6 separate regions of the Mus musculus genome follow, and regions 2, 3, 4, 5 and 6 are each linked to region 1. A link is a contact called in public HiChIP or PLAC-seq and promoter capture Hi-C data. All regions are on one chromosome and are shown on one strand. The core of a region is the stretch at or near the end of the contact, and the rest is flanking DNA. Distances in the headings are between cores, read along the strand shown.

Region 1 (4,755 bases), core at 1,524-4,023:
GTATAAGGGAAATGACAGTCCATTATGACTTTGATCTATCAAGCTTGAATAGCAGTGTTCATTAAAAGATAAACCAGGGCTAAGTGGCTCAGTGATGAAGTATTTGCTGTGAAAGTGTAAAGATTGGACTTCAGATTCCAGCACCCATGGAAACAGCGGGTGGACATGTTGGGCCACTTGTACTTCCAGCACTCTCCAGTCAGAGGAAGGATCCCTCCAGCAAGCTGCCAGGCTAGACTAGTCTGGATCAGCAAGTTCTAGGTTCCACTGAGAAAACTTGCCCCAGCAAATAAGGTAGACAATGATGCAGAAAGACTACCATTGCCAACCTTGGACCTCCCAACACATGGGCACATGTGTATACACATACCCATATACATGTGAACAAGCATGCCTACATGCATGTACACATGTGAACATGTACACATGTGAACACGCATGCCTACATGCCACATGCACAGACAAAAAGAAAAAAAAAAACAAAACAGAAATTAGTATGGGGAAGGTAATAGTGCCCAGAGTCCTTATGACCTTGACCTTGTGGTGTCTCTTCTGCCGCAATACTCTCCACTAATAAGGTTCTATCTTAGTCTCTACTACTCTCCAGCACTTATCTTGCCATTCTCCACATACTTTTTGAAACACTTTCATGTGCAAATCTCTACGCTAGCATTATGGGACATACAAAGGAGAAATACCATACGGTCCTGTGTCCCCTAAGGTTCTCTCTCTCTCTCTCTCTCTCTCTCTCTCTCTCTCTCTCTCTCTCTCTCTCTCTCTCGGCTAGAACCTAGGGTTCCAAAGGAGAGAAATGGAACTATACAGTGAGGAACACCCATAGCCCCTAACTATTAGCACTTTAACTTGACTTCAACTCCAAATTAATCAACTTTCTTCACTTAGCCTCTTCCTCTGTGTGTGTGTGTGCCCACGCGCATTTTGTGTCTACATGCATTTGACTTACACGTGTGTGCTTTTCAGTTTCGTTCAATGTTGGCACAACAATTTTTCATTAAGCACCTGCTATGTGGCTGATTCTCAGCTCAGTACTTGATGCTGGGCAGAACACACACTATTCCTATACCTGAGAGGCTTCCATGAACAATAAGCAAACCATAACAATAAGCAAACCATTACAATGACAGTAGCAACACTACTGTCCTAATAACACAGACTAAGTCAACTTTGGTACTTCCTCAATATTTACAACTAATCAATATCTCTGAATGTTCTTTCACTGTAATTTATAAATCTATCACAAGTCAGGTGTGCTGGCAAATTCCTGTAATGCTAGCACTTGGGAAGGCTGAATCAGAGGTTTTGCCAGAGGATACCCTGGGCTACATAGTACGACCTAAAGAAACAAAACCAACAACCAAACCCCATCATTTCTCTCCTTTCTACTGCCATCAGTTTTTTGTAAGCTTTTACTACTTTAATCAGTATTCTCTGAACTAGCCTGCTGTCCAATTGCTCTTCGTTACAAACCACTATGGCAAACATTGCTTCACACTACAAATGGGTGTGGGTCTTCAGCCTGCTGTGTAATTTGTTTGTTTGGGTTTGATTTTTGTTGTTTGTTTGTTTTTCAAGACAGGGTTTTTCTATGTAGCCCTGGCTGTCCTGGAACTCACTCTGTAGATCAGGCTGGCCTCAAACTCAGAGATCTGCCTGCCTCTGCCTGTGAAGGAATGAATGCACTGGGATTAAAGGTGTGTACGACCACCCTTTCTTTCCCATGGGGAACAATGGATGAAACCGAGAACCCTGCCTGGGCAATTGTCTAACCACTGAACTTTATTTCCAACCTACAGTGTAACTTCTGTTAGCTCTTTCCTCTGCTCATGCACCGGTCCTTCCCTGCTAGGCTTCCCATCTAGCAGCCCAACTGCCTGAATGTGCACGATGTTCCTGCTCCAGAGAAAGCATGTCTATTCTTCAAACTCTAGATCTCAGGAAACTCTTAGATCGCCCCAGCTGTTGTTTATTCTAAACTTTTCCGGAAGTCTAGAATTCACTTACCATCCAGCACCCTTTAGGGGTCATTATTTCATAGGGCATCTCCTGGAATGTAACTAGTGACAGAGGTATTTCAACTGTATTTCCATCTCCAGTGATGCCTGGCACAAGTGTGTCTTTTTCATTTGCACAGAGGCTGGCAATTTCCATTTATTCTCTGGCCAGGTCTCAAGCAACTGTTACTACTCTGGTTTTTCCTGTTGACCGCCCCATTTTGGATCTGTCTCAGAAGCTCAAAGAAAAAAAACCAAGGGACTCAGCAAGGAAGAAGTCACATTGAGGGCCACACTGTTGACGCAGTAAAGGCGCCGGCCACGGCAGGCACTGACCTGTTCTAGCAGATAGATGAGCTGGTCCCGAGCCAGCCTCTTGAGCATAGAGAAGTCGGGAAGCTCAGGGGCGTCCAGCCGATGGGGAAAAGCCATGGCAGCGGTCACCTGAGCCACCGTGTGAGAGCAGCAGAATTCTCCCTGTTCTGCAAAGGCCGGCGACAGCCCAAGGTGTTACTGCAGGCTGGTACCCCGCTTGCCTGGGCTCTGGATCCCAGGACCCCCAAGGGGCCCTCGCTCCTCTGCCGTACTCGACGGATGAATGACCGACCACCTCCCGGACGGACGGCCACAGGCTCAGGCGACTCTCCTTGGAGACCTATAGTCACTGGTCCCGCCCGAGTCCACTCAGCCTGTCAGCAGGATTCCCAACGACATCCGCACACTCGGCAGCGTGCCGGGGAACCCCGCCTCCTACCCAGAGAAAAGCCACTTCCTAGACATCCCGGAAGTCCGGGTCTCCCAGTTAGCGATTAGAGCACTAGAAGGGGACGGCGGCCGGGAAGGGACATTTGAAAACGGGAGTGAATCTTTTCACAGGTTTACTTTGTGTGAATGTGAGCGGTGTGTGTGTTTGAAACCTAGTCTGCAGAGCACAGTGTGTGTGTGTGTGTGTGTGTGTGTGAGAGAGAGAGAGAGAGAGAGAGAGAGAAACCTAGTCTACAGAGCGCTGATTGCTGGAGTCTCAGCTGTTAATTTAGTCTCCAACTATTCAGTCCTTAGCTTCCTGGTAATAGAAGGTAAGCGAGCAGTGTAAAGAGGAATGAATGTGTTAGACTATGAAAGTTAAGGCTTGCCAGCTGTAACCCTTGGCTATTGGAGTTCGATTTGTTAATGGCCATTATGGAAGAAATGAATAAGCTTGTGGCACAATCATGCTACAAAACAACTGTACAAATTAAAGAGGCAAAATACAGAAGTAGTCAGCTGGTAGTGGTGCACGCCTTTAATCCCAGCCATTGGGAGGCAGAGGAAGGTGAATCTCTAAGTTTGAGGCCAGCCTGTCCTACAGAGTGCGCTCCTGGACTACCAGGACCACACAGAGAAACCCTGTCTAGAAAAACCAAAACAAAAATCAAAAACAAGCAAAAACACAGAAACACATCTATATAGTGTTGTTTACATAGAATTTGTTTATGAAACAAGGTCACAATATGTAGGCCATGCTGTCTATTGCAGATAGGAGCTGACTGGGGAAATCAATAAATGAAATAATGGGAGAAAGGGTGAGGTATAATACTTTGTTGTTTAAAAAAGAAAGAAAACAAAGGCAGTCTGTCATCTTGGTGGGTGTCTGTAAACCCAACCCTTCGAAGCAGAGAGAGGGATCAGGAGTTCTCGGCTACTCTGGTCTCCACAGAAAGTTGAGGGAAGCTGGGGTACAGCTCAGTGAATGAAAGGGTGGAGACTAGAGTTTGGATCCCCAGCACCCACAAACATGCTAAGGGGGTGTGACATCAGCTCAGTAACTTCAGCACTCCAAAGTCAGAGGCTGGGGATCCCTCAGGCAAGCTGTCTAGCTAGACTAACCTAATCACCTGGCTCTGGGTTCATCAGAAAACCCTGACTCAAAAGGTTAGCTGGAGAGCTAGCAAGGACTCCACCCCAACCTCTGGCCAACCCCTTCCCTGCCTCCCCAACTCCCACTCCCTCAAAGCAGAAACTCACCTGGGACAAATGACCCAGCTTCTAAAAATAACTAGCAAAGAGGAAAAGATGTGAGAGGTGAGACTTAAGGTATAGGAAATATATTGAGGCCAGGTATAGTAAAAATTTTGGAATTTTGGTTTTTTTTTTTTAATGGAAATATAAGAACACGTTTTCGTTCTAATCCCAGGTGTGGGATATGAGGCTGCTTCAGATGGTTCGCATCAACCATGATTTGCCTTGTGCTCTGGCAAGGGCATGACTTTGCCAGCTGCAGATAGTTTGTGTGTGACATTTGGAATTCTGGTGTCTTTTCAGAGGGTATAAATGCTAGGGCCCCAAGAGGCATGATGGGTTGTTGGTTGCAATTTGTTTAGTCATGGGTGAAGAAATTAGATATCCTGGCTGAGAAGATCAAACTTGCTCCAAGGAACTCATCACCCCTAATCAGCAGGAAGTAGTCTAATGATAATGTTGCCCCTTTCTGAACCCTGATTTTATTCAGGGGTCTCTTTCTTCTCCTATCCTTTTTTTCTCTTATCTAGTGTTCAGGGGTGGAAAGGGTAGGAAAGGGGTGGAGAAGGGTGAAAAGAATCCAGAATAACCAAGAATGGCGACAGCCAGACCCAGCACTGGGTAGACAAGAGGCAGGATCTCTGTGACTTCAGGACCAGCCTGGTCTACATAGTTGCTGTACAGCTGGTGCTATATAGTGACCCTATCTCAAAAAAATTAATTATAATTTAAAAATTAGCTACAA
Region 2 (4,755 bases), core at 997-3,496, 940 kb before region 1:
TGTGGATGGCAGAGGTGGACTGCTGCACAGGAGAGGTTTACAGGACGCCTAATAGGAAGTCTAAGCCACCACAAAAAGGCCTGTAAGAAGAAAGGTGTCTCACTGAAGAAAGATGGCTTTGGAATTTAATATTGGCTAATGAAAAAGAAAACAATGTTAGATTTGGGTAAGAAATGTGACAGTTGTTAAGGTTCCCACATTCAACTTTATCTATAGTGTCTTGCTTGTTTGTAAGCCTGTTAAGACTTAGTTATATAAGCCATTAAAAGCAGTTTGGCCTAGCCTTCTAAACTCTAGCCATCACAGGTTTCTTTAAAGAAACCCCAGGAGAAAGAATTCAACTGAGAATAATCAGAACACAGTTGAATTTTCACTTAGAGCAATTGGTAGGGCAGGGTAAGCACTCCAGTGTGCAAAGCTGAACAACATCGTCTCTTTCCAACAAAAAAGGATTATTTCTATGACTGCTAGAAAGTTAAGACAGTTAAGTAAGTCAACTACATCGTTCAAATCTGGGAGGGTGTGCAGTACCCAGTAAGCAATTTTTAAAAATTGCAAAATACTTAAAACTTCCTAGTAAAGAGGAGTCTATGTTCAAACACTGCAGCCCAGCATACCAGTTTGTTTTACAACGCCTGAGATGTCACTCCAAAATCCCAAATGTAAGTGGGAAGCTGCTGCGGGTGCCTCTGTGAACTTTTATCTTTCCTTCAGAAAACCTTCGCCCTGGAAACTTTTGATAAAAGCTGAGGCAAAAGGCGCTGGAGAAGCCACGCAACAAACAACAAAACAGAAAACCCTGCAAGTCCCAGGCAGACTGCCTCCATACAAAATTAACTTCGCCCTGCTGAATCCTTCGAGGGTCACGGTCACGTCTCCAGTAGTATTTTCTAATTACACAGGCTTTAAATACCACACGTATGCTAACAAACCTGAACTTCAGATAAAGCGTGCAGTGAAGCCAAACCTATGTTCCAGGTTACATTTCAATGGCCCCCAAAAAAGTGGAAAAGTGAAACTGCTTGTGCAATGAGAGGACAGAGGTTGGGATAAGCTAGGCAGGGGGTGAGGGGGGGGGGGAACTGGTGGCATCTAAGACCCTTCCCAGTGCGGACAACCCTTGCCTTTCTACTCTGGGAATGCCAGAGCAAAGTGCACTCTGGTTTACCATGTCAGGAACGTGCCGGGGATATCCCGGGTCCCCCACCCACCCCGCTGGGAGAAAACTGACTCGCCGCGTCCGACCCCGGCCGGGAAGGAACGGACACGGCGGATCCCGCGGCGCCGCGTCATAGCCCTGTTAAGCCTCGGTCCGCGACAGCCCGCAAACGCGGGCGGCTGGCGTCGGTCAACGCCAGGGCGGCTGCCTAGAGGGCCCCCAGTGCCCCGCGTTTGTTTCCCCGCCCTCCCAGTGCGGCTCACCTTCGAGGCGCCGTTATCCCGAGGCTGAGGCTCCACGAGCCCGGGCGCGGTCGACCATCGCTGAATAGATCTCGGCGCGGGGCCCGGGACGTCCACGTCCACGTCCTCGTCCTCGCCGTCGCTGTGGCTAAACGTTCGGTTTTCGGAAGTGTGGATGCTCGGGGCGCAGCCCATACTGGCGGCGGCGGCACCGCGGACTCGCTGGCGGGCAGCCGCGATCCGGTCAGCAAACGGCCCGCCCGGCGCCTCGGGGCCGCCGCGGGCGCCGTGTCATCGCGGCCTGAGCGGGCGGGCGGGCAGGCGGGTGGGCGGCGGCGGCAAGCGCGGGTCTCGCGTCAGGAAGCGCGGCCGCCCCTTTTATTGCGCTGCGGGCGCGGCGGCCGTGGGGAGGGGGCGCTGGGGCGAGAGGCGCGCCGCGGACGCCCCTCCGAACATGCCCTTCCTGAGGCGGGAGCCGCCGCTGTCTCCCTCACATCGCCGCGCGCGCCGCAGCCGCCGCGCTTCCGGGGAAATGTCGGGGGTGGAGATTTGCGCTCTCGCCACCGGGAGCCGCGAGCCCGCGCCGCGTTTGCACCGCCGCCCTCGCCTCGTCTGACTCTCGAGGAAACGGGCGCTCGCTCGCCTGGCGGTGCCTCTCCTCGGCCCGGCGGACGGCTGGGTGAGCGCCCCTAGTCGGGCTACCGTAGGGGAGCCCAGCCCTCGGCGCCCGCACTCCGAGCTGGGGACCCGCTCGCTGACGGAGCGAGCGCCTCGACTCCGGTCGGGCCGCGCCGTCGAGAAGCGCCGAGGCGGCTGCGCGAGCCAGGAGTTGAGCATCCGAGACTCCCGCTCCGTGCTCCGGACCGCGTCTTGCGGGCAACTCGCCGCGCCCAGCCCCCAGCGGTGACCTCCAGCGGCTGCTGGCGTCAATGCAAAGCAGCTGGGGCGCCCGCCGCCCGCTCCCTGTACCGCCCGTCCAAGAGCATGCGCGGCCGCGACCGCAGGGGCACCTAGCCAGCCCGTCCGGAGAAAGGAAAGGACTTGCTGAAGGATACAGAGCCATTCTGCTTCAGGGGCTACCGAGTTCGTTCACTGTCAGGTCACTGTGTTTGAGATTTGGAGCTATCGTCCGTTAAGAGACCAGTTGGAAGGACCTCAGTCCGAAGCGTTCCGAAGTCCATGGGGAACTACACTCCAGGTCCCAGGCGTTATTACCAGGGATAGCCCTTGCTCCAAGACCTGGCACGTCACGCCTCTGGTTGCACTCAGACCTGTGGGACTGCAATATTTCGAAGTTGGTTAGGGAAAGCCGGTCCTCTTAACCAAAGGACGATTCCAGGTTCGACAGTCCCAAGGATCCGAACCAAATGAAGAGTTGTGCGTCCGTCCAGCAGGGATCAGAACTGCAGCCCCCCAAGTGCTACCAGATAGCTAGCTGTGTGACTCCAGATGAGTCTCTTAACCTCTCGGTAGCTGAAACTGGAGGGCGACGCCCCTGGGTGTGCATCTGATACCCAGAGCCAGCCACTTCGAGGGCCTTCCCGCCCTTCTTTGCTCTCTAGGTCCACCGGGACCCTGGCGGGACCGGGACGTAGCTTCCTTTCCTCAGTCCACACCTTTCCTACACGCACCCGGGTGCGACCCTGAGTGGCTGAGACTCCTGCCCGCGGACTGGCTACTGTTAAGACCCGGAGATGTGCTCCGGGCTGAAGTCCCTGCTGTGACAGACACAGGTGCTTGGTCCCTGTGGCAGCTGCAACGTCCTTGAGCATCGATCTTCGCCACCAAAGGAGGATACAGGGCGGCTTCCGGAGCGGATAAGGCTGGAGCAGCTTTAGAAACTGGTTCTCTTTTCTGGCCTTTGGCACGCGGCTCCTTTGTCAAGTTAAAGCACGCTGTCCTATAAAAATATGACTGGCTCCTCCAAGGTGTCTTGAAAAACAGGAAAAGTTTTTGTACTGACACCCGTTATTCCACCCAGTCTGTGGTGTTTTCAACTAGCAGTCTTAGAGGGTAGATTTTTTGTTTTGTTTTTTTTTGTTTTGTTTTGTTTTTTTTCAGCTGGTAGCTGGATCCCTAGAGAAATTGCCTTTAGCCAAGATGCACGTACAAGTCTAAGGCTCTTCTCTCCGCCCACCAAAAGTCTGGCCTTGACAACTCCACAGTGACCTTGCTAGTGAAGCTCCAGGAAGCCCCGGCCCTCCCCTCGCGGACTGGCTCACAGCGGCCCTGCTTTGTCTTAGGGATCCTTGAGCTTGATGTCAATAGCAGGGTGGGGCTGAGGAAAGGAGGCTAGCTAGAGACCAAAGACAGATCCGTACCTTCCCCAATCTCTCTCTGATCCTGAGTTGGATTCTGTCGTCGTCGTCCCCCCCCCCCCCCCAACTCCTTTCTCTCTCATTTTGAAACTGATTTCTCACCCTGCAATTTAGGAACCCACAGATTTGGAACCTGAGGCTAAGAAAGACACTCTGGCAATTGGAGCCATCAGTTTACTCCTGGGTCTTGTAAAAGGAGCCCGTTTTTTTTGTTTTTGTTTTTTAATTCTCTGTAACCTTGGCCAGGGTCACAGTGTTGGAGCTGTGGACAGGAATTCATCCCACCACCACCAACCACCCCTCTGGCTGGAATCTACCTGTAGGTCTTTAACATAACCCATGAAACCTGTGACTGTGACTATAAAAGGTGGGTCACACTGACAGAAACAACCTAAAGCTTTCTGACGGGTGCCACCCATAAGTCCCCCAGAACTTCCTGGGCAGGTGAAGAATCCCACCATGGATGAGAGATGGCTCAGTGGCTACAAGCTAGTAGGGTACTTGCAGAGAACTTAAGGTTGATTCCCAGCACCCATGCCAGGTGTAACTCCAGCTCTAGGGGATCTGATCCCCTCTTCTGTCTTGCACACAAACACACAAACACACAGACCTGCATGCAAAATAAATTTTTAAAAGACTCCCACCAGCGCTGGGAGTGGTGGCTTAAGCTCATTATCCCAGACTGAGACAGAAGGGTTGCCCTGAATGATGGCCAGGCAGTCTATATAGCAAGTCTCTGTTGAAATTTTAAAAAATAAAGAGGCCTACAGAGTTGGCTCAGAGGTTAAAAGCACTTGCAGAAGACCCGGTTTGGTTCCCAACCCCCCTCCCCCCCACACACACACCCCGTGGTGGCTCATGACTATCTGCAACTCCAGCTTTGGGGGATTAGATGACTTCTGACCTCCAAAGGTACCAGGCATGCATATGGTGCACATATATACATGCAGGCAGAACATTCATATACATTTTTTAAAAACTTAAAAATCACCAAGAGTCTCAGGTAACTCATGAACTATCTGAGTCCTGTACAGAG
Region 3 (4,755 bases), core at 1,399-3,898, 850 kb before region 1:
AGCAACCACAGTCCAAAGACACAGCCATGGTTCTGCACATGCTGGGGGTTGAGGTCACTCTACAGGGCCACCTCTGATCTTGGGTGAGAGAAGGAACTAACCAATAGGTAGAGGCTTGTGGCCATTCAGAAGGACAGATTCATGGCTGTCCAACCTCCTCCTTGCTTCTACCTGCCCACTGAGTAAGACCAAGCAGTTCTCAACTATTGGCTCCCCTTGGACAGGGACCTTTATCATCTGAGTCCTCAGTGCCTGAAAGGACACGTGAAAATATGCAGGTGGCCATCCTCATTGCCTCCGATGTCCAGAATGGACTCTAGGCCTGGGGTCCATTGGTCACTTGTGTGTCCATAGAGGAAGGGCTGCTACCCAAATCTCGAAGGTCCTGTTGGCCCAGCAACTAGTAGATGCACAGTGGTTGCTCAGGAGATTCAACCCTCTGCTACTGTTGCCAGGGATCCTCATGTGGGGGAGGTGTATCTTCTCCAATCCCCCTAAACAGCTAGACGTCCCACCACCATCACACCCTGTCCTTGAAGTGTTCTTCCTGCTCTGTTCAGAGCAGAATTCGGCCAGCCAGGACCCTCTAGGCGCACACCAGACCCTGTGGGCTGGTCCCTTCACCTCTGTGTAAAGTGGGGAGTCTGGCCTGGTCCAGGAGTGCTACAAACTGAGCCCCGGAGTTCACAAAGCAGCTCAACAACTGAATGGGGTAGTAGGCAAATGAGGGAGGTTGCAGGGAGGCCTGAGAAGCCCTGTGTCTGTGTTGGGTTACATCCTGGCTGGGTACCAGCACCTGGCCTGGCTCAACCCTTGACTTCCCTTGGCCAGGCTTCCATCAGCTTTCCCCATGCCCTCACAGACATCACCTACCATCGGGAGAAGGGTTTCCACACTGCTTTGCTCCTGCTGCCTCCACCCTCTGGCAGGCTTGAGTGCCTGTGTGGGAGCTGGCCTTCCTCCTAAAGCCGACAGGGAGCAGTCAGGGTCAGCCTTCCCACCAAGGGACAACTATGGCTGAAGAGCACGGAGATAAGGAAGACCCTGGCAGCCCCATGCACACACAAGCACCTCATGAGAAGACTGAGATAGAGACTGGACTGCTGCATGGGAAATGGGGTGCCTCTTAATTAAATTCTTCAATGCATGCATTGAGCATCTACTATGTACAGACATATCCTGCCTCAGCATTTCACTCTGGCTTCCTGGAGACCCGAAGGAAACCCTTAAGGAAGATCCCAGGCAGGCCCGCCCCACTGCATGACTCCAGGGCACTTCTTACTGCACTGTCCAAGTAGGGGGCTAGGGGGCACTTGGTAAAGAAGAGGGAGCCTTGTTAGGGAAGGGAGGGAGGGCAGAAGGTATCATGTCAAGCTTTTCAGTCCTCTGCTTGGCCTTTGGGGAGCCAAGACAAGATGGCAAGTTCTTTAAATGCCAAGGACACCCCACCCCATCATCTGCTTCCCCTCTCATCTTGTAGACCAGATGTTCTTCCCTCCTGGGACCTTTGCTGACAGCACACAGTGGGTACATCACACAGTGGGTACTCAGAACATGTTTAAGGGGTGAAATAAAGGGGGTGCTTTGTGCTGGGGAGGTACTACACAAGCAGAGCTCAGAGCACAGAGTGAAACACACAGTCCCCCAGCCCATAGCTGCCAGTCAAGCTGAGGGGCCCTCCCACTATGAGCTGCTAGTCAAACTGAGCCACCCCACCTAGTGAGATGCCAATCAAGCTGAGCCCCACACCACCCCACACCCCTGTGAGATGCCAGTCAGGCTGAGGAGGTGCTATAGGGGAAGAGGACAGACCATTATTTCCAGGAACTCGGCCCCCATGTTCTCCAGGCCATGGGCCACAGGTGTGAGGGAAATGGACTCTCGTTGCCTCGGTGTGTCGTCTGCCATGTGCTAGGCTCTTCAGCTGAAAGACAAAGATGTCACAGAGGGTCCACAGCCGAAAGGAGGGCCAGGAGAGAGAAAAGGAACCAGAGAGGGAGGGCGAGGGGGAGGGGAAAGGGAGAGGGAGAGAGAAGGGGAGAGTGGGAGAGACACCCTTTCTGCCCTCTCTCCTGATCCTGGGAGATGCAAGTCCTTGTAAGCTCCAACAGTGAACTGTCCCTTAGTCACCAGTCACCAGGAAGGGAAAGAGGGGATGGCGTAGGCACTGGTGTGGGCACGGCTCAGAAAAGAGCCCTTAGTTATCTTTACTTCCTACAACCGGTGAAAATCATTGGCAGGGGAGGAAGTGCTCATTTCATCCATCTTGAAGCCAGCGCTACCCAGGACTGTTCCACTCAAAACCGAACATTCCTCATTCTCAGTGAAGCTGCTTTTAGATGTTAGCTCACCTGCAAATGAGAGCCCAAACTCCCGTTTCCCCACTGCGGTCCCTCTCTTGCCCACACCTTAGGCCTTCCCTACTCAACAGCAGCTGGCTAAGCAGATCTTCCCCAGACACAGACCCTCAGAGGGCATGTGGAGCATGCAGCCAGGGCTGGGGGATGCCTGCTACCTGGGCACTCGCATTCACTGCTGTACGGAGAGGAGAGGAGCCCACACTACTCACAGATTTGTAGTGAGAAGGCAGCGTCAGGAGGGATTGACTGTTAAGAACTGACTGACTGAAGCACAGGTTGCTGTGGGAGGGCTGGGTCCAACCTGCTTGGGCTTTGGCCTGTTCACTTCTGTGGAAATTCCTGGGCAGAGTCCAAAACTGAAGTAGGTTGGGCTTCCCCAGAGCTCAGGGCCACCGCAGGGGCGGGGACCCCAGCCTGTTTCAGAAAAAGCATGATGGGGTAGCCTGGCTCACTCAAGCCGGGTCCTCTGTGGTCCTGCCCTCTGTCTGCTGCCCTTTCCCAAACCAACCTCTTCCTGGCCTTGCTCCAGGACGCCTCCTTTGGGAAGCCACCTTGGTTACTCTCTCCCTCCTCTTTCTGTCAGCATCCTGGAAATGTGTCTTCGTGTTGTGGCTCAGCCTCCTTTTCTCACAGTATCGGCGACTCGTTTTCCAAAACTAGAAGATATTGAAAGCGCTGTCTTTATCACAAACAGGTGGTGGCTCGGGGCTAAGCATCACACAGTCGCAGAAACAAGCCAAAATCACACCATTTCCTTCTCCCCTTTCTTCCTAGAGTGACACCCGAGTTACACGTGCAAAGTTGGGGGACAACACTTTCATCTACAGTCTTCAAACTAAATTTAAACTTACCTGACAGGATTTAATAATTGATGATGCACACTCTTTAATAATTAATTATCTTTTATGATACAAAAGATGCCTCACACAGAGGCATACACTGGCTGTTTTGGAAAAATGGAAAAGAAGAGGCTGGACATAAGTGGTACCCCCTGTTCTTAGAAACTATCTGTTTCTATTGGGGTTAGGAGAATATCGTCTCATCTAACCCAGCCTGACTTTGAACCTGCTATGTAGCCGAAGTTAGCCCTAAACACCCAATCCTCTGGCCTCCACATGTCCAATACTGGGATTCCAGGTGTGCATCTCCACACCCCTGGTCATGCGGAATGAAGCATGAAGGTGTTATAGAAATATACAGAGCCTAAGAATTTTTCTTATTTCCCCTTAAGTATACACTATTTTGTTATTCATTTTCCAATAGGAAATTGTACTGTTGCAGGGTTTTCACAACTTGCTTATCTGAATATACATATACACACACATACACATGGACACATACCTATATTGTATCTGGAGATACATATACACACACATGGACACATACCTATATTGTATCTGGAGATACATATACACACACATGGATACATACGTATATTGTATCTGGAGATACATATACGCACACATGGACACATACGTATATTGTATCTCGAGATACAATACCCACTGTCAGGTCACTGGTCCCCTTGATCATAAGATAAATGTTTACCTTGAGCAAGACTGGGATGGGGCCAGAGCAGATACTGAAGGAGCCCCCCTCAGCCTCAATGAAGGGAAAGGACCTTATCCGCTTTGATGCCTCTGTTCTCAGTGGCTCCTCTTGTGCGTGCGCGCGCGCACACAAACACACACACACACACACACACACACACACACACACACACACTGCTCTTTCTTCCTCTTGGTGCCCAGAAGCCGGCAGAGGCTCACTGAGAGAGCAAGCTACTTCACAGCCTTCCTTACAGCAGCTTCAGAGGCTCTGGCCTTCTAAACAAGGATGAACCTTGAGCTGGGAGCCCAAAGATCTCGATTCACCCTGGACTCTTAAACTAACTTATTCCCTAATCTGTGGACTGCCGAGGGTGGGCTCCCTGCCAAGCTGGAAGCTGCCTTTGATGTCTTAGCACCCTGCTCCCCACTTACGGCCCAGGGTGCCCTGTGCCCTTCCCAGGCTGCTCCCCTCAGGGCTGGAGTGGCCATCAGGGATCTCACCCAGGAAGTCAAATCTCTCTGGGGCACAGGGGCTTGGGAGACTGAGAGATTGGGATGCAGACCACAGGGATGGACAGAGAGCTGGAGGTGGGGTGGGTGTCCTGCTTCTGACTCGTCCCTTACTGCCTCACTGGCCCCCTCTGCTGCTCTCTTGTTTGCTGAGGGAATGGTTCTCTGAGGTCCCACTTACCCTGACAGGCCAGAGAAGGGAGGCACAAGCATGAGAAAGCAAGGTGCTGGATCATGGAACACTTTGAAGAAGATCATGTGACTACACATGCAATCTCCCTGAGATCAAAAGGGCCTCAACAAAGCTGCATGAGTACCACCCCCGAGTCCTGTGC
Region 4 (4,755 bases), core at 1,567-4,066, 640 kb before region 1:
TCATCTTCCTATCAAATGGGCACTATACTTCTGTTTCGGCCTTTGGAGAGTGGAAGACATCATGTTCTTGCAAACGTGAGCTGGTTCACTGAAATGCCACTTAATTGCTTCAGTCAGAACTCACAAAGGGATTGAGCTTCATTCTGGGCGCTGCTCTCACGATAGCTGCAAAGGCAAGAGCTATTGTTTCCTATTTAACAAGCTACAGAGTAACCTCTGTTCCACCCAGGAGAGAAAGCAGAGTTCAGGCGTTTGCACTGCTTCTTTACAAGGTCTGTGCACAGCAGAGGTCTGCTCTTTCCCAGTACAGGTTGCCACACTGGGTGCCTTACCCTGTCTTGTCTTTGGAAGTTGAATGGGCTACTGCAGAAAACGTAGATTTGCAAAGCCCTCTCTCCCTCGGGTTGGCTCAGATTATCAAATCTCCTAGAATCGTGGGATTCTGTACCAGATTCCCAAGTGTTAAAACCTCTTTGGCCACTCAGTAATGTGGCACACATTCCAGCACTGGAGAGGTTGAAACAAGAGGATTTGGAGTTCAAGGCCAGCCTTGGGCTCCACAGTGAGTGTAAGTCTCTAAAATCCCAAAACATTTTTAGAAACCCTCTTTGGGGCTGAAAATATTACTTCAGTGTGTAACTGTCACCTTACGTGCACCAAGGTTCCGTGCAGTTAGGGCCGCTGCCTGGCCTGCCCACTTTGCAGGGCTTCCCGGCATCCTGGGCTCTCGCTCTCTTCACTGAGTAGCAGCTTCCTGGCTTGCTGTGTGTGTCAGATCCGTGAGCCTGTGAGAACAGAACTCAGTGTCACGTGCAGGAGAGCAGTGAGCTGGGAGAGGTAGTGTCACTAGCTCTGCCCCCAGAGAACTCAAAACTCACCCCGGTGCTGAGCGGATACAGGCGTGGGAAAATGGCGTGCATGTGTTAGGGGGAGCTGTGTGTGTTCTCAAAGCTTTGGGTACATCAGGCAGTGCCCCAAAGGTGTCATGACAAGTAACGAAGCCTCTGAGGTGATCTCTGACAGTGACATAAGAGAGAAGCTTGTCAGGTGAGTTCCTTCAAGCATTTAAGGAAGTCAGCACTCACTAAAGTCAATACTGTTTCCTTTGGTTTCTACGTCCATGGACCAAAGCGACAGTCTGAGCATGTGATAGATGCAGAAAAGCGGGAGGCAGCCACACAGGGAAGATTAGTATGGGAAGGTGATAAGAGCTATATCTGAACACCATGGCTAAGCTGTGACAAGAAAGCAGGGAGGTGTGAATGTCAGGTTGGAAGTGAGAAGCAAGGAGACTGAAGGGAAAAGCCAGGGCCAGAAATGGACTGTCACTGTCCCGTGTGCCACACTCCAGAACCTCAGTAACACGGCCTCAGAAAACTTCCCTGGGCCTGGGGGATGAAGGCTAAGCTTAGGCAGTGCTTGCCGTGCAAGTATGAGTACTGAGTTCAGATTCCCAGCACCAAACGCAAAGCCAGGGGTGTGGGCCAGCACCTAAAATCCCAGCGCTAGGCAGGTGGAGAGAGGAGGGTCCCTAGGCTTGCTGCCCAGCCAGGTTTGAGTCAATGAGCTCCAGTTTCAGCAAGAGACCCCGCCTCAAAAAGTAAGGTGTAGGCTGGGGAGATGACGAAGTGGATAAAAGCACTTGCAGCCACAAGGCTGAGCTAAGTTCAGATTGGTAGAACCCACATGACAAACTGTATGTACTGACACATACATGCAATCAGTGTTCCTGTGGTGAGATGAGAGAGATGGATGGGAGAATAACCCAGAATCTGTGGGCCTGCTAAACTGGACTATATGACAGACAGCAGAAAGAAGGACACCCTGTCTCAAACAAAGCAGAAGGTAAGAACTGACCCAGTAAAGACAGCAAACCAAGTAGAGTGGCTCACATCTATAATCTGGTACTTAGGAACCTGAGACAGGAGGCTTGCTATAAGTTCAACTCAATCTGTTCTATGTAGGAGTTCCAGGACAGAGAGCTACATAGCTCATGTCCCAAACAAAATAAAAAGATTATGCTAGGCAGCACAAATGATGCAGTAAAGGGTCCAAGACCTAATACTCTATTCCATCAGTCACTCCTTGACTTAGTTTCTAATGAGTAAGTGAACTCTTGTGAACAGGAAATTGGTGTCCCCTCCTGCCCCTCCCACAATGCTGGGTCGGAGCACATATCTGCCCCTGATCATTCAGGGATGCCACTGATGACTGAAGATACTTTCCAAGACCAATAAGAACAGCTCTGGAAGGCAGAGTTCTGCTTCTCCACAAGTAGTATGGTTATTTCCGTTTTACACTAGAGAAGTCATCTGGCCCAGCAATCTTTCCACTGATCTGACCTACAGTATGATAAGCCAGGCCCTTTAAAGGGTACCACTACTAGGAGGCAGCTCCTCACTCCCTTCCCCATAATTCTGTCCCCGTTCTGGGCACAGAACTTGTCCAGGTTATCCAGTGTGTGCCATTTGTGAGCACAAAGCAGGGCAAACAAGGCTCAGATGGTTTGAGACAGGAGGTGACAGGATTCTTGAGTTCCTCTGCGGGATGATGCCAAACACATAGACTGCCAAAAGCAGGGCTTCTTGTTCTGCTTTAGCTTTAAGGAGAAGCTTTGAGGGCTGAAGTAACAACTTGATGGAAACACAGAAAGCTGTGTTGGTGGCCTTGGGAACCACCTTTGCTGGGGACGATGCCATAAGCACGCGAGTGTGGTGGGTTTCTAGGAGAAACCGGGATGCAAGGCTGTGTGGGCGGAGCCTGCGGGGCGGGGCTCTGGGGCGGAGCGAGCTCCGCTCCTCAGGCAGGCTCCGCTCCCGACTGTAGTTTAAAAGGCTGGAAGGCGGGCTTCGAGAACTAGTATCCTGAGAGTGCCAGAGAAGAGCCTGTTTGGCACAGCCATGACCCGGCAAGCAGGGAGCTCTTGGCTCCTCCGTGGTCTCCTGCTCTTCGCATTGTTCGCTTCCGGCGTCGCTCCCTTCAACTGGGATCTCCCGGAGCCCCGCAGCCGAGCAAGCAAGATTCGAGTGCACCCTCGGGGCAACCTCTGGGCGACCGGTAAGTGTTAGGGGACCCCCTATAAGCATGCCTCATTCTCCTTGGTCCTCAGTTTCCTTTTCAACACTTTGGAGGCTCTTGGTAGCGGAGCTCCTGCAGTCGCGGGGGGCTCATCAAGTTTAACAGATGGGAATCTTGAGACCCTAGACATGGCTAAGATAACCCACTCAGAAAGTTTAAGACAGAGATTAGATCCGGTTACCAGTCGGTTAGGCAGACTGACAAGTCTTCTCACCTCATGTCTTCTCTGCATCCATTTAGAGGCACCTTCTCCACTTCCTTCCCTGGCAGGTAGTCTCCCTGGTCCTGGGCTATCTACCCGTCTTCTATCCTCCAGCGGGTCAGGAAAAGCTCAGGATGTCAGCTTTGCCTCCACCCAGAGATCTGTGGCTTCTGAGGATAATGTTTCTTGTCTTCCCTCTGTGAGAGCCGAAAGGTCGACTAGACCAGAGCTTGCTGTGGTGATGGGGTCCTCATCTTGAGCTCCCATGTACCTTGGCACCTCCTTTCTTAGGTCACTTCATGGGCAAGAAGAGCCTGGAACCCCCGAGCCTGTCACTGGTGGGGACAGCACCCCCTAACACCCCGAGGGACCAGAGACTACAGCTGAGTCATGATCTGCTCAGGATCCTCCTGCGAAAGAAAGCTCTAGGCATGAACTTCAGTGGCCCAGCTCCCCCAATCCAGGTAAGCCCCCTCCCCAGTACCAGCATGGAAGAATTGCTGCCCAGCATGTCTTCAGGGTGGGACTGCCTAGCCAGACGGTAATGGATTCCAGAAAGCCAAGGTCCCAGGGCTCAAAGGGGGAATATCCCAAAGACTGGAAAATGACGCAGCAGCCAGACTACATGGGGGAAAAAGTTCCTCCTTGCCCATCCCCAGTCTGACGTCGCAGACTAGGAGTATTCTAGCTCTTAAATAGAGTGTTCTCCAGGCCACACAGCCTTGTCCACCCCAGCTGTCATTAGCCAAGCCCACCTTTGCCATGCCAGGCTGTGCTTGTGTCCCAAGCTGTGATCCCTACGGCCTTGAGGTGGAAGGGAAGTGACCAGTGGTGACACCTCAGAACCAGCCTGCTTTCCAGTCTCCCATCCACTTCCCAATGCCAGTGTTCCTGACAGTAAAGGCTCTGCAGGGCTGTCCTTTGCATTTGAGATGCTTAGCACATCCCTGGTCTCTACCCGCCAGAGGCCAGTAGCACATTCCCTTCTCACCAAGTTGTGATAACCAAGATTCCCTGCAGACCAAGAACAATGCACTTGCCTGCAGTCCCAAATGCCTCATAGGTTGAGGCAGGAGGATGGTTTGAGATCAGGAGTTTGGGAAAAACAAAAACCAAAGCCTTCGGACATGAGTGTCGGTGTCCCCCTGGTGGAAGTGGGCTTGACTCACTGCTGGTTGTAAAGCATTGACCTGTGGTGCTCAAGGCCTTGTGGTGCTGCCAGGTGGTGTGGCAGCTCCTCCGTTCTTGGCTCCTGCTGGTGTCCCCTGGTACTCATTGCTGTGTGCAGAAGGCAGTGGGATGGGTAGGATGCATGCTGGGGCCACACCTAGCTAACTAGCTAGGGGAACCTTAGAAATGTGTCTTCATCAAATAGAAACAACAGGCCCACCTCCCAGTAGATGAGATCATTTGTATCACGTGCAGTCCAGTTCTGGGCAACCAGAAAGCTCTTGGAAGCAGGAGTTCCTACCACA
Region 5 (4,755 bases), core at 1,532-4,031, 590 kb before region 1:
CCGAAGGCTCCCACCCTCTCCCTCTGTGGTTCTGTCTTACCACTGTGCCGAAAAGTCTGGGTCAGGTCTTCCACCAGGGCCACTGCCTCCTCACTGCTCTCAGGCCGATGTTCTTGCAGCCAGGCCTGAATTTCTCTTGGCAGCACAGTTAGCATCTGCTCCTTAGTGTGCACCTCTGGCCTCAGCCAGCGCCGACAGAGCTCCCGAAATCGGACAAGAGCACCCTGGGGTCCCTCGGCTGCGTCCTCCTCCTGGGGGCTGCCTTTTCCAGCACTCTGGGGAAAGGGCTCAGACTCAGGGCCATCCTCCTGCAGCACTGCTTCCTGCACCCACGCGTCATCCTCCAGGATCATAGTGGTGACCTCTGCCTGTTCATCTTCTTCTTGAGGTACCTGAACCAAAGGGCTGAGGGGAGTGCTCACTGCTGGCACTTCGGCTGCCATTGTCCAACTTCCTGGATGGTCACGAAGGCTTCAAGCCTAACACCTGTCTCCAGTCAGGCTCTCTGAGAAGGCCGTCTTTCCTCCAATCTCAACAAGAAACACTGCTGAGAAACAAGGCAGAGAACCAGAATCACTAAGGAAACTGCTACAGCCATCTCATAGCAGCCTCCGCATATTTAAAACCAACAGAGGCTTGTTGCCTTACTTCTAAAAGCAGTGACTCTCTATGGCAAAAGGAATATGACAGCCCATCGTGGTGGCGCACACCTTTAATCCCAGCACTCGGGAGGCAGAGGCAGGCGGATTTCTGAGTTCAAGGCCAGCCTGGTCTACAAAGTGAGTTCCAGGACAGCCAGGGCTATACAGAGAAACCCTGTCTTGAAACACCCACCCCCCCCCCAAAAAAGAAGAAATATCACACACACACAACATTGGTCTGATATCACTATTCAAATGCTAAATACTGGCCCCCAAGATCTGGTTGCACGCAACTAGAAGGTCTCATATACACCAAATGATGCTCTGTAAACCTTGCCCCACCCCCCAACTTATCCCAGCCAATAGAGATGACTGGGCAGAAGGCAGGGGGTGGAGCAAAGGTTCCCAGGCTTGGGATCTGAGGTAGAGACCATGAAGAGAGAAAAAGAAAGAAGGAAGTGGCCATGGGGGAGGTAGTTCATGAGCCCATGGCTATAGGGGCTGGCCTGATGGAGTAGAAGCGGCCCAGGCAGAGCATGGCAAGTGATACCTTGGGAGGTAGACAAAATAGCCCAACTTTAATGCTTTTAAGCTTATTATGAATCTACAGGTTTCTGTGTCTTTTATCTGGGAACAATATGGTCTGAAGTGGGGTAGAAACACCTAGTAGATATTTAAAGACAACAAGGGGATATAGCAACCCAATAATAATAATAATAATAATAATAATAATAATAATAATAATAACTACCACACACATACACAGCATTGCTCTTTTCAGAAGACCAAAGGAAGAGTAGTGGGATGCAGTGATCTGGGCTGAGAGAAACAGAACTGACATATCCTACCCTAAGTCAGTTCAGACTCCCTTCAGAGACTGTGACCTAACAAAGAGGTTAGTCATTCAACCTCAGTGACCACTTAATGAATAGATAACACTCATCCTTATCATATGGAACATCATAGTGATTACTAATGGATCGCATGTCAAGGTGCCCCCAGCTTCACTACAAGTCATTAGTGCTATATTTCAAAGGAGGTTGCCCTCAGATAATCTCCCAGATCCCAGAATCCAGGACTCCTCAAGGCCCCTATATAAAATGGTGTACCAAATACCTTCAATCATCTCTAGACAACATATACTTAAGTGTAAATAATATGTAAACAGTTGGTATGCTGTACTGTTTGGGAATAATAACGAGAACGCTCCTACATGTTCAGTACAGACATTTCTGTTTATTTTTTTGCTTCTGAAGCAAGATCTCATTATGTAGCCCACGCTGGCCTCGAACTCCTGACCTGCCTGTCCTGCTTCCTGAGTGCTGAGATTACTGCCTGCCCAATTCCTTTTTAAATGAACACACATGGGGATCATTGCGGGGGGTGGGGGTGTGGGGGACACACACCTAGATCTGAGTAGTAGCTCTACAAAATATTCAAAGCAGTGGAATTAAAAACTATTTAAGTATTATGAAAGCAATGAATATTTATTTTTAAAAAATCATTACACCATAGAATCAGATAACATGCCCTCCCCCATGAAAATAGCAAAAGTTAAAACAGAACAGCAACAACAGAAAGAAAACTGAAGCTCCCAATGTCAATTTGTCCAAAATGACTACGTGAAACACAAATACATCGTAATTCTTCCTGGACATCCCGGGAACACTGAACCTAGACAGCTTATTAGCTAAGCCTGGCTCCGACACGCCCCCTCAGAACCTCAGTTTCCCCACCTGGTCAAGGAGGCGGCTCGGTGGGATGTCGTCGAGCATCCCTTCCCAGTGTAAAGCCTGCGTTCCTAGGCTGCGCGTACCCAGCGCTCTGGTGTGAGCGGAGCCTCGAGGGCTCCGAAGAACCAGGACGCAGAGCTGCGCGTCCAGCCCGTCGGGCGCGGACACCGACGCCCCTCCCCCAAACTGCCCTGAGCTGGCTCCAGGCCCGTTACTCGCTGTCTCTCTGGCTGTTCCCCGCGGGGCGCGCGGCTCCTGACCTGCCTCTCCCGCTCGCCTCTCCAGGGACCAGGTCCTGTTCCCGCTATCTCTCTGAGCGCAAAAGCACCCCACGGTCTGGCCCGGCCCGGCCCGGCCCCTCTGGATTCACCTCAGCTCAAGCCCAAGGGGCACAGAGAACAATGGACGGGAGAGGCCCGCCCATGGCCACTCTCATTGGCTGTCCACAACAGTTCCTGAAATTCTGCTCCACTATTGGTGAAAACTGCGTCCAGATGGGCGTTGGGAGGGAAGTTCCACCCGATGCATTGCGGGAAATGTAGTTTACCCAGAGACGGGGGGGGGGGTGGTTTGTACCTGAGCGAACAGAGGGTTTGATAGCCGTAAGTAATGCCTCCGGATCAGAGGCAGAGGACGACCCAGGACTAGCTGTCTGTCTTCTAGTACTGCCCAAAGCTTTCACCTGAGACAGATAGTGCCAATTCTCTAAAGCTCGCGTGTATTTATCTATAAAAAATGAAAGCTGGGTGAATGTATCAGTCTTTTTCAGCTGAGAATTGAGTGGCAAATGAGCCCTCGAGAGCCAAAAGCTGACTCTAAGCAGAGAAGAAATCTGCGCAATCAAAGTTCCTCTTGGCCCAAGTTCGCACCTCTCCTGGAAATTTGCAGCTACGCACAGGCATTTGCACTCCGGGGTTGCACTCCCCTTTGTTTTCACACGTGGTATTCTTGCGTCTTCACGAAAGCCCCGCCCCGCTCTTTCTGCTTTGTAAGTCCTAGTCTATAGTCGGCTCCTTGGAACCTGCCCTACAGTTAGGCAAGAGGTTAGCTCTGGGAGGGAATGACCACCCAGGCACCCTAAAACAGGACACAAAGGACAATAGTGGTCCTTCCAGATGGGTCATCTCAAGGTCCCCAAAACAGGATGTAAAGAACAGCAATAGATGGTAGTGGTCTACTAGTTGGCTCAGCTTCAACTGGCTTCAGGGTATCTCTAGATAAGAGTATGCATGGAGTGCCTGCTACCCCTTCACCAAGTGAACTTTTCAGCTTTGAGGGCACTTAAGCCCCAAGACTGGGTGAAATGAGCTTCCAAGAAAAGTGTGCCACTTTGTTTTAGTGCCCGCCTTAATGGAGGGACAGGGAGAGGATAACAGATAAAGGATAAATCTAAACCCACTTCTGTCCCCGACACAGCCATTCCTACTCTGTACGGATTGCTCTCTTCCCAAAGAGCATACAAACTTTTACTCCCTTACTCGCTCTAGTTAAAACCCTTGACTTGGGGGCTGGAGAGATGGTTCAGTGGTTAAGTGTGGGAAGCCGTTGCAGAGTGGCAGTTGCAGAGTGGCAGTTGCAGAGTGGCAGTTGGCTACTGCTGGCCACTACACATACATAGGCAGTGAAGGTTCTTTTGCCAAGACAAGTTAACCAATCAGATGTGAGACACACCTCTCCTAGGCCTATGTAAGCAGCACCAGTTCTGGGCTCAGGGTCTTTTCGCCTCTACAATCAAGCTCTCCCAATAAACGTGTGCAGAAGGATCCTGTTGCAGCGTCGTTCTTCCTGGCCAGTTGAGCGCGCGTAAGAGTTAAGAGCACTTGCTGCTCTTGCAGAAGACCCCAACACCTACATTACAGCTCACAACAGTTTGTGGGCCTGGTTCCATGGGATCCATACTAAATAAAAACAAGAGAGTAACTACCTGGACACTCAGGTAGGAAATCTAAGGGAGAAGTGATAAACAATATCCTCCGTGGTCTACGATAAAATGCACCTTTACCCACTGAGCCATCTCGCTGACCCAGGAACTGTTGTTTTCTCATTTTGTCGTTTGCTTTCTCGTAGTCTATCAAATGAAAGAATTTGAATGTTGGAGAGATAGTTTACTGGTAAATAGCACTTCCTGCTCATTCAAAGGATCCGAGTTCAGATCCCAGCACCCGTATGGGTGCCTTACAACTCCCTGTAACTCTGGCTCGCACGCGCGCGCACGCGCGCACACACACACACAAACATACACACAGCAAAATAAATTCATTTCTTCTGACTTAAAATGATATTTGGCTTTAAATTTTTTATTTTATTTTATTTTATTTTATTTTATTTTATTTTATGTGCACTGGTTTGAGGGTGTAGGATCTCCTGACTGGAGTTATAAA
Region 6 (4,755 bases), core at 840-3,339, 570 kb before region 1:
ATGTTTGTTAAGGTCAAGTCCAGGCTGTGAAACAAGAGTTCTTTCATGTGCTCAGAATGAGTAATAGCTTAGAGTAAGGCAGGATTGAAGGTTAAAGATTAACAGCTCATCAGCTCTGACAAAAAAAATGGAGGCCAAAGCCTGTAGGCAGAACCCAGGCTGGGACTCAGTTTGCTCCAGGTTAGACCCAGAGGGCCAGGATCCTTCTGGACATTTATTTGCTCCTAAATAAGTTGTAGAAGCAAATTACTAAGTAATATTCATAGCATGATTCTACTCTCATTTAAAAAAAAATGTGTGTATTTCATCAATGCCATAGCTTTGTATCTACTAATACCTTACATTTTCATGCTCTGAGACAGGGTCTAAGCCGCCCACCCAGGTTACACCATCTGGTCATCTGGTTTTTATTGCTCCAGATTTTCCAGTCAAAAGACTGGGGATTAATTTTGAACCATTCTCTATGACTGTAATGTAAAAAAGATTTTGCTAATATAGTGCTGTTGGCCAGGTACATGTCTTTAATCCCAGTAGTACTCTAGAAGTGGAGGCAAGAAGATTTCTGTGAGTTCAAGGCCAGCCTGGTCCACATAGCAAGTTCCAGGCTAACAAGGGCTACATAGTGAGTCTCTGTTTCACACAACAAGAAAACCCAGGCTATTCCTTCCTTAGCGTGCCCCACTGTCAGGAGTACTTTCTCATTTCTTCCTACACAAATCAAAAGCAGACAGGTAGACAAACAGGCTTGGGGGATGGCTCAGTGGATAAAGCACTTGGAACGTAAAAATGTGGACAAAGTTCCAACCCGTGGAACCCATGTAAGAGCCCTGAAGGCCTGCTGACTTCCTGGAACCCCAGCATTGGGAGAGAGCGCTAGGAGGTCCCTGAGAGTAAGCTTTCTGGTTAGAGCAGCTAGAATTGAGGAGATCCACATTCAGCCAGAGGCCCGGCCTCTATAGAGGACAAATGAGGAGGGCACCAGATGTGAGCCAGGCCTTCATGGCCAAACACATAAATTCAAACATGCGTACACACATATGCATGCCAGAACAAAAAGAAAGAAATTATTGAAAGTAAAAGTGTCTAACTAAGACTGGAGGAAGCAGAGCACTAGGACAAGCCTGGGTTTCAACCCTGTACATTGGGAGGGGGAGGGGGAAATACATAAATGAATGAATGAATGAATGAATAAAAATGCTTGAGGGATGAGTGGGTTGCACACACCTTCAATCCCAGCACTTCCGAGGCAGAGGCTGGTGGACCCAGTCTGGTCTACAGAGCTAGTTCCAAGGCAGCCAGAGCTACACATAGCAACCCTGTCTCAAAAAGAAAAAAAGAAAGAAAAGAAAAATGTTTGAGACTTTTCTCTTTTAAGGATGCTCACCTGGCAATTTGTATAACATTACATTTCAGAAACACCATTTCCTTGGCCGGATTTCAGGGTCTTTCTCCACCTCACAGGGAAAACGCTCTCCTTTCTTCTGAAGTCCCTGGCTCCATCCCTATTTCCCTAAACAAGAGCACATCCTCCTCTATGCCCATCTCCAGCAACTTCCTCCTCTTAGCCCTCCCCCAGGGCGTGGTCCCCCTGGCAGTGCCACCATCTGTGACTGGTTTTAAAAGGAATGTTCTTTCTCGGGTTCTAGCTTGCCACCGGCCTCTAGGCCTCTATTCTCATGTGCTGTCTGTCCGTGGGATGGCAGCAGGAAGCAGGTAGCAGAATCTCATGAAATCCGACCTCTCTCTGTTCTGCAAACTTCCCAGCCACCAAAATTCTCCTCTTTGCCCCACTCCACCGCCGCCTTTTTTTTTTCCCCCAAACTGGATGTGAGGTATACCACTGAACACAATTTAGTGCGGTATAGGTCTCAGCACAGTGGAAACTCTTTCTGCAGGACCCAGCACTTCTCCAGCGGATGATGGGGGATATTTCTGATCCCATAGCCTTCAGGGATGAGCGACTTCTCAGCTACCATTGTCTTCAGATTCATCTGCATTAAACTTGGTGAAGCTGCACTTCTTTGCGTTGTGAATCATCTGTGGCCAGGCAACTTGAACTTGGCAGGGCTTCAGTCACGTGTTCCTTACTCTGCAGCTTGGTGAGAACTGTCGGTCGGGAGGTCGGGATGACTTGGCCAATATGAACCCTGGCCACTATGCTCAGAGGCTTCCCAAAAGCACTCGACACTGAAAGTGGAGCCTGTCAGCCCCACACAGCACAGCATCTTGTTGATGCAGATGGTGTGAAAAGGGAGTGACCTCTCTCGGATATGAAAGCCATTTTTCCCATAACCCTTCACAATGTATTTGTCGCCACTGGGAACGCCTGGGCAGAAGCGAGTGTCCCGTAGTGTCTTTGTGATACCTGTAAATCAAATACGCGAGATGTCAGAGCAGGGGCTGAAGAGATGGCTCAGCGGTTAAGAGCACTAGCTGCTCTTCCAGAGGACCTGAGTTCAATTCCCAGCAACCACATGGTGACTCACAACCATCTGTAATGGGATCCGATGCACTCTTCTGGTGTGTCTGAATACAGCTACAGTATACTCATATAAATAAATCTTGAAAAAAAAAAGATATCAGAGCAAGAGATGTGAAACTCACCTCAGAGCCCTCTGCAGAGATGATGCCCCAGTTACTCTACCCTGCCCTTTAAACAACTCGAAACAAAACCAAGACACCTTAGAGGTGCACACTTGCTAGCCCAGCACTCAAAACTGAGGCAGGAGGATTTTGAGTTATGGAGTTCCAAGTCTGCATAGGCTAAGCAGAGACACCTTGTCTCAAAACAAACAAAAACCCACAAGAGATTTATGTTTTGTTTTGGTTTGGTTTGGTTTTGGTTTTTCGAGACAGGGTTTCTCTGTATAGCCCTGGCTGTCCTGGAACTCACTTTGTAGACCAGGCTGGCCTCGAACTCAGAAATCCGCCTGCCTTTGCCTCCCGAGGGCTGGGATTAAAGGCGGGCGCCACCATGCCAGGCTTGTTTTGTTTTTAAATGCAGATGTGGGTGCATAAGCAAGTTTGTGGAGGATCAAGGACAACCTCAGGTGTCATCTTCAGGACATAGTCTATCACTTGTGAGACACGTTCTTTTGTTGGCCTGGAGCTCATCAATGGATTCTACTGGGGTGTAGGTGAGATGGGCAAGCTCTTTACCAACTAAGCCATCTCCTGAGCCCCAAGAGCTCCCGATTCTGATTGGCCCAAGTGTTTGTTTGTTTGTTAGTTGTTCTTTTTTGAGATGGGGGTGGTGGCTCAGACTGGCCTCCAAAGTGCTGTTCAGCAAAATAAGTGACCTTTAACCTCCTGATCCTTCTGACTCTACTTCCCAAGTCAGGCTTGCTCCATTCTGCCTGGCCCCGCTATACAGCTTTTTCTATTACAGTGGTTCTCAACCTTCCTAATGCTGTTAATACGGTTCTTCATGTTGTGGTGACCCCCAACCATAAAATTATTTTTTGTTGCTACTTCATAACTGTAATTGTGCTACTGTTATGAATGGCAATGTAAATGTCTATGTTTTCTGATGGTCTTAGGCAACCCCTGTGAAAGGGTCATCTGACACCTTCCCCCTCCCCCAGAGGGGTTATTGCAACTCACAGGTTGAGAACAGCTGTTCCATTACAAAAAGATATGCAGCAAAACAGTAATAGGGAGTTTTGGGCTGTGGGTTTTTTTTTCCTAAACAGACATGTCTCCAACCTTTCCTTACATGTATTTATAGTTTTAGAAATGAACTTATTATGTATTTATAAAAATAAAGCGTTCTGTTGGAAGAAATGAGAAACTTCCCTGGGGAAGGGCTGTGTGAGTTCAGCATGAGTCATTATTAAATAGAGACTCAGTTGTCTCAAAAGAAGGCAATGCATGAGGGTCACGACCGCTTCATCATGGGGCTCCCAGAACAGAGAAGTCTTTTTAAGAGATGTGGAGTTCAAGGGCAGGAAAGGAAGTTGGTTTTCAGTTCTTGGCAGGAGGTAGTGGGAAGTACCATAGAAATCTACCTCCCCCCACCAAATAGAGGGTCCTTAACTCTGTTATCTGTAAATAAGTCCCCCCTCCTTTCTCTTACTCCCTGACCCTCAGGGTCTTAAGTTGTTCAAACCAGCCTTAGACTTCTGAGCCCAAGGAAAATCCCTTCACTGTCTGGAGTGCCAGAGCCTGCGTACCACCCAGGCTTAGAGGGACAAGCCCACTAACGGAGATTCCCCACCACCACCTTTGTGTATGTTTGTATGTGTAATATATGAATTTGTGTGGTTGTGCTTGCTCCTGTGGGAGACGGTGAGTGACACCAGAGGGTGACATTTGCCTGTCTTCCTCAGACACTTATCATCTTTTTTTTATAAATAAATTTATTTACTTTCATTTAGGGTGTGTGTGTGTGTGTGTGTGTGTGTGTGTGTGTGTAAGCCACATGTATGCTTGAGCCTTTGGAGGCTAGAAGCAGAGTTTCAGATCCCCTGGAACTGGACTTCCAGGCATCTGGGCTGCCTGATGTGGGCTGGGAACTGACTTCAGGTCCTGCAGAAGAGCAGTGAGTGATCTTAGCCATTGAGCCAGCTCTCCAGCCCGGAGGGGATGCATTTAGGAAGAAATGTTTCCATTATTATACTATTGTGATAATCCTCATGTGACACATTTCCTCCACTAAACATTAGATGTTTTGTTTTCAATTTTACCTAGAAGGAGAACTGGGCCTGGCCAGATGGCTCAGCAAGTGACGTGCACTTGTCAAACAAGCCTGACTAA

What was found. Promoter capture Hi-C pulls out the DNA fragments that hold promoters and counts their contacts. HiChIP or PLAC-seq counts read pairs in DNA pulled down with a chosen protein or histone mark.
Region 2: a promoter capture Hi-C map of liver shows a contact between it and region 1, with 3 times the contacts expected there. The contact joins the promoter of Pde8a here to the promoter of Vps33b in region 1. A contact is called at or near these places in 2 of 39 promoter capture datasets (both in liver) and 1 of 9 other capture datasets (liver).
Region 3: a promoter capture Hi-C map of liver shows a contact between it and region 1, with 5 times the contacts expected there. The contact joins the promoter of Slc28a1 here to the promoter of Vps33b in region 1. A contact is called at or near these places in 2 of 39 promoter capture datasets (both in liver).
Region 4: a promoter capture Hi-C map of liver shows a contact between it and region 1, with 2.6 times the contacts expected there. The contact joins the promoter of Nmb here to the promoter of Vps33b in region 1. A contact is called at or near these places in 4 of 39 promoter capture datasets (fetal liver, hippocampal neurons, liver and 1 more) and 1 of 9 other capture datasets (liver).
Region 5: a contact with region 1 is called in a promoter capture Hi-C map of liver, with 4 times the contacts expected there. The contact joins the promoter of Zscan2 here to the promoter of Vps33b in region 1. A contact is called at or near these places in 6 of 39 promoter capture datasets (the C10 cell line, cranial neural crest, hippocampal neurons and 3 more), 1 of 115 datasets of contacts at active chromatin or transcription factors (pancreatic cancer cells) and 2 of 9 other capture datasets (liver and macrophages).
Region 6: an HNF4G HiChIP or PLAC-seq map of pancreatic cancer cells shows a contact between it and region 1. The contact joins the enhancer-like site here to the promoter of Vps33b in region 1. A contact is called at or near these places in 5 of 39 promoter capture datasets (hippocampal neurons, liver, neutrophils and 1 more) and 2 of 115 datasets of contacts at active chromatin or transcription factors (memory CD8 T cells and pancreatic cancer cells).

Annotation. Positions count from the first base shown.
Region 1 is chr7:80,267,673-80,272,427 of GRCm38.p6, reverse strand. Vps33b (vacuolar protein sorting 33B) reads right to left here and starts at 2,773. Exons shown (of 23, transcript NM_178070.4): 1 at 2,349-2,773. The coding sequence starts at 2,444.
Region 2 is chr7:81,210,756-81,215,510 of GRCm38.p6, reverse strand. Pde8a (phosphodiesterase 8A) reads right to left here and starts at 2,246. Exons shown (of 22, transcript NM_008803.3): 1 at 1,423-2,246. The coding sequence starts at 1,596. It overlaps Gm44968 (a long non-coding RNA gene), which reads right to left. Exons shown (of 3, transcript XR_003946808.1): 3 at 4,724-4,755.
Region 3 is chr7:81,112,692-81,117,446 of GRCm38.p6, reverse strand. It overlaps Slc28a1 (solute carrier family 28 (sodium-coupled nucleoside transporter), member 1), which reads right to left and starts at 2,648. Exons shown (of 18, transcript NM_001004184.3): 1 at 2,570-2,648; 2 at 1,813-1,924; 3 at 874-962. The coding sequence starts at 1,908.
Region 4 is chr7:80,903,123-80,907,877 of GRCm38.p6, reverse strand. It overlaps Nmb (neuromedin B), which reads left to right and starts at 2,816. Exons shown (of 3, transcript NM_026523.4): 1 at 2,816-3,057; 2 at 3,572-3,744. The coding sequence starts at 2,901.
Region 5 is chr7:80,858,957-80,863,711 of GRCm38.p6, reverse strand. Zscan2 (zinc finger and SCAN domain containing 2) reads right to left here and starts at 2,781. Exons shown (of 3, transcript NM_001382511.1): 1 at 2,635-2,781; 2 at 41-547. The coding sequence starts at 443.
Region 6 is chr7:80,835,280-80,840,034 of GRCm38.p6, reverse strand. No RefSeq gene overlaps it. Among named protein-coding and RNA genes, the nearest start is that of Zscan2, 23 kb to the left of the region's middle. Within about 2 kb of position 2,089, at least 73 of the 459 cell types and tissues checked have an H3K27ac peak or open chromatin away from gene starts, as enhancers often do. A contact at or near this core is called in pancreatic cancer cells, where this site is marked.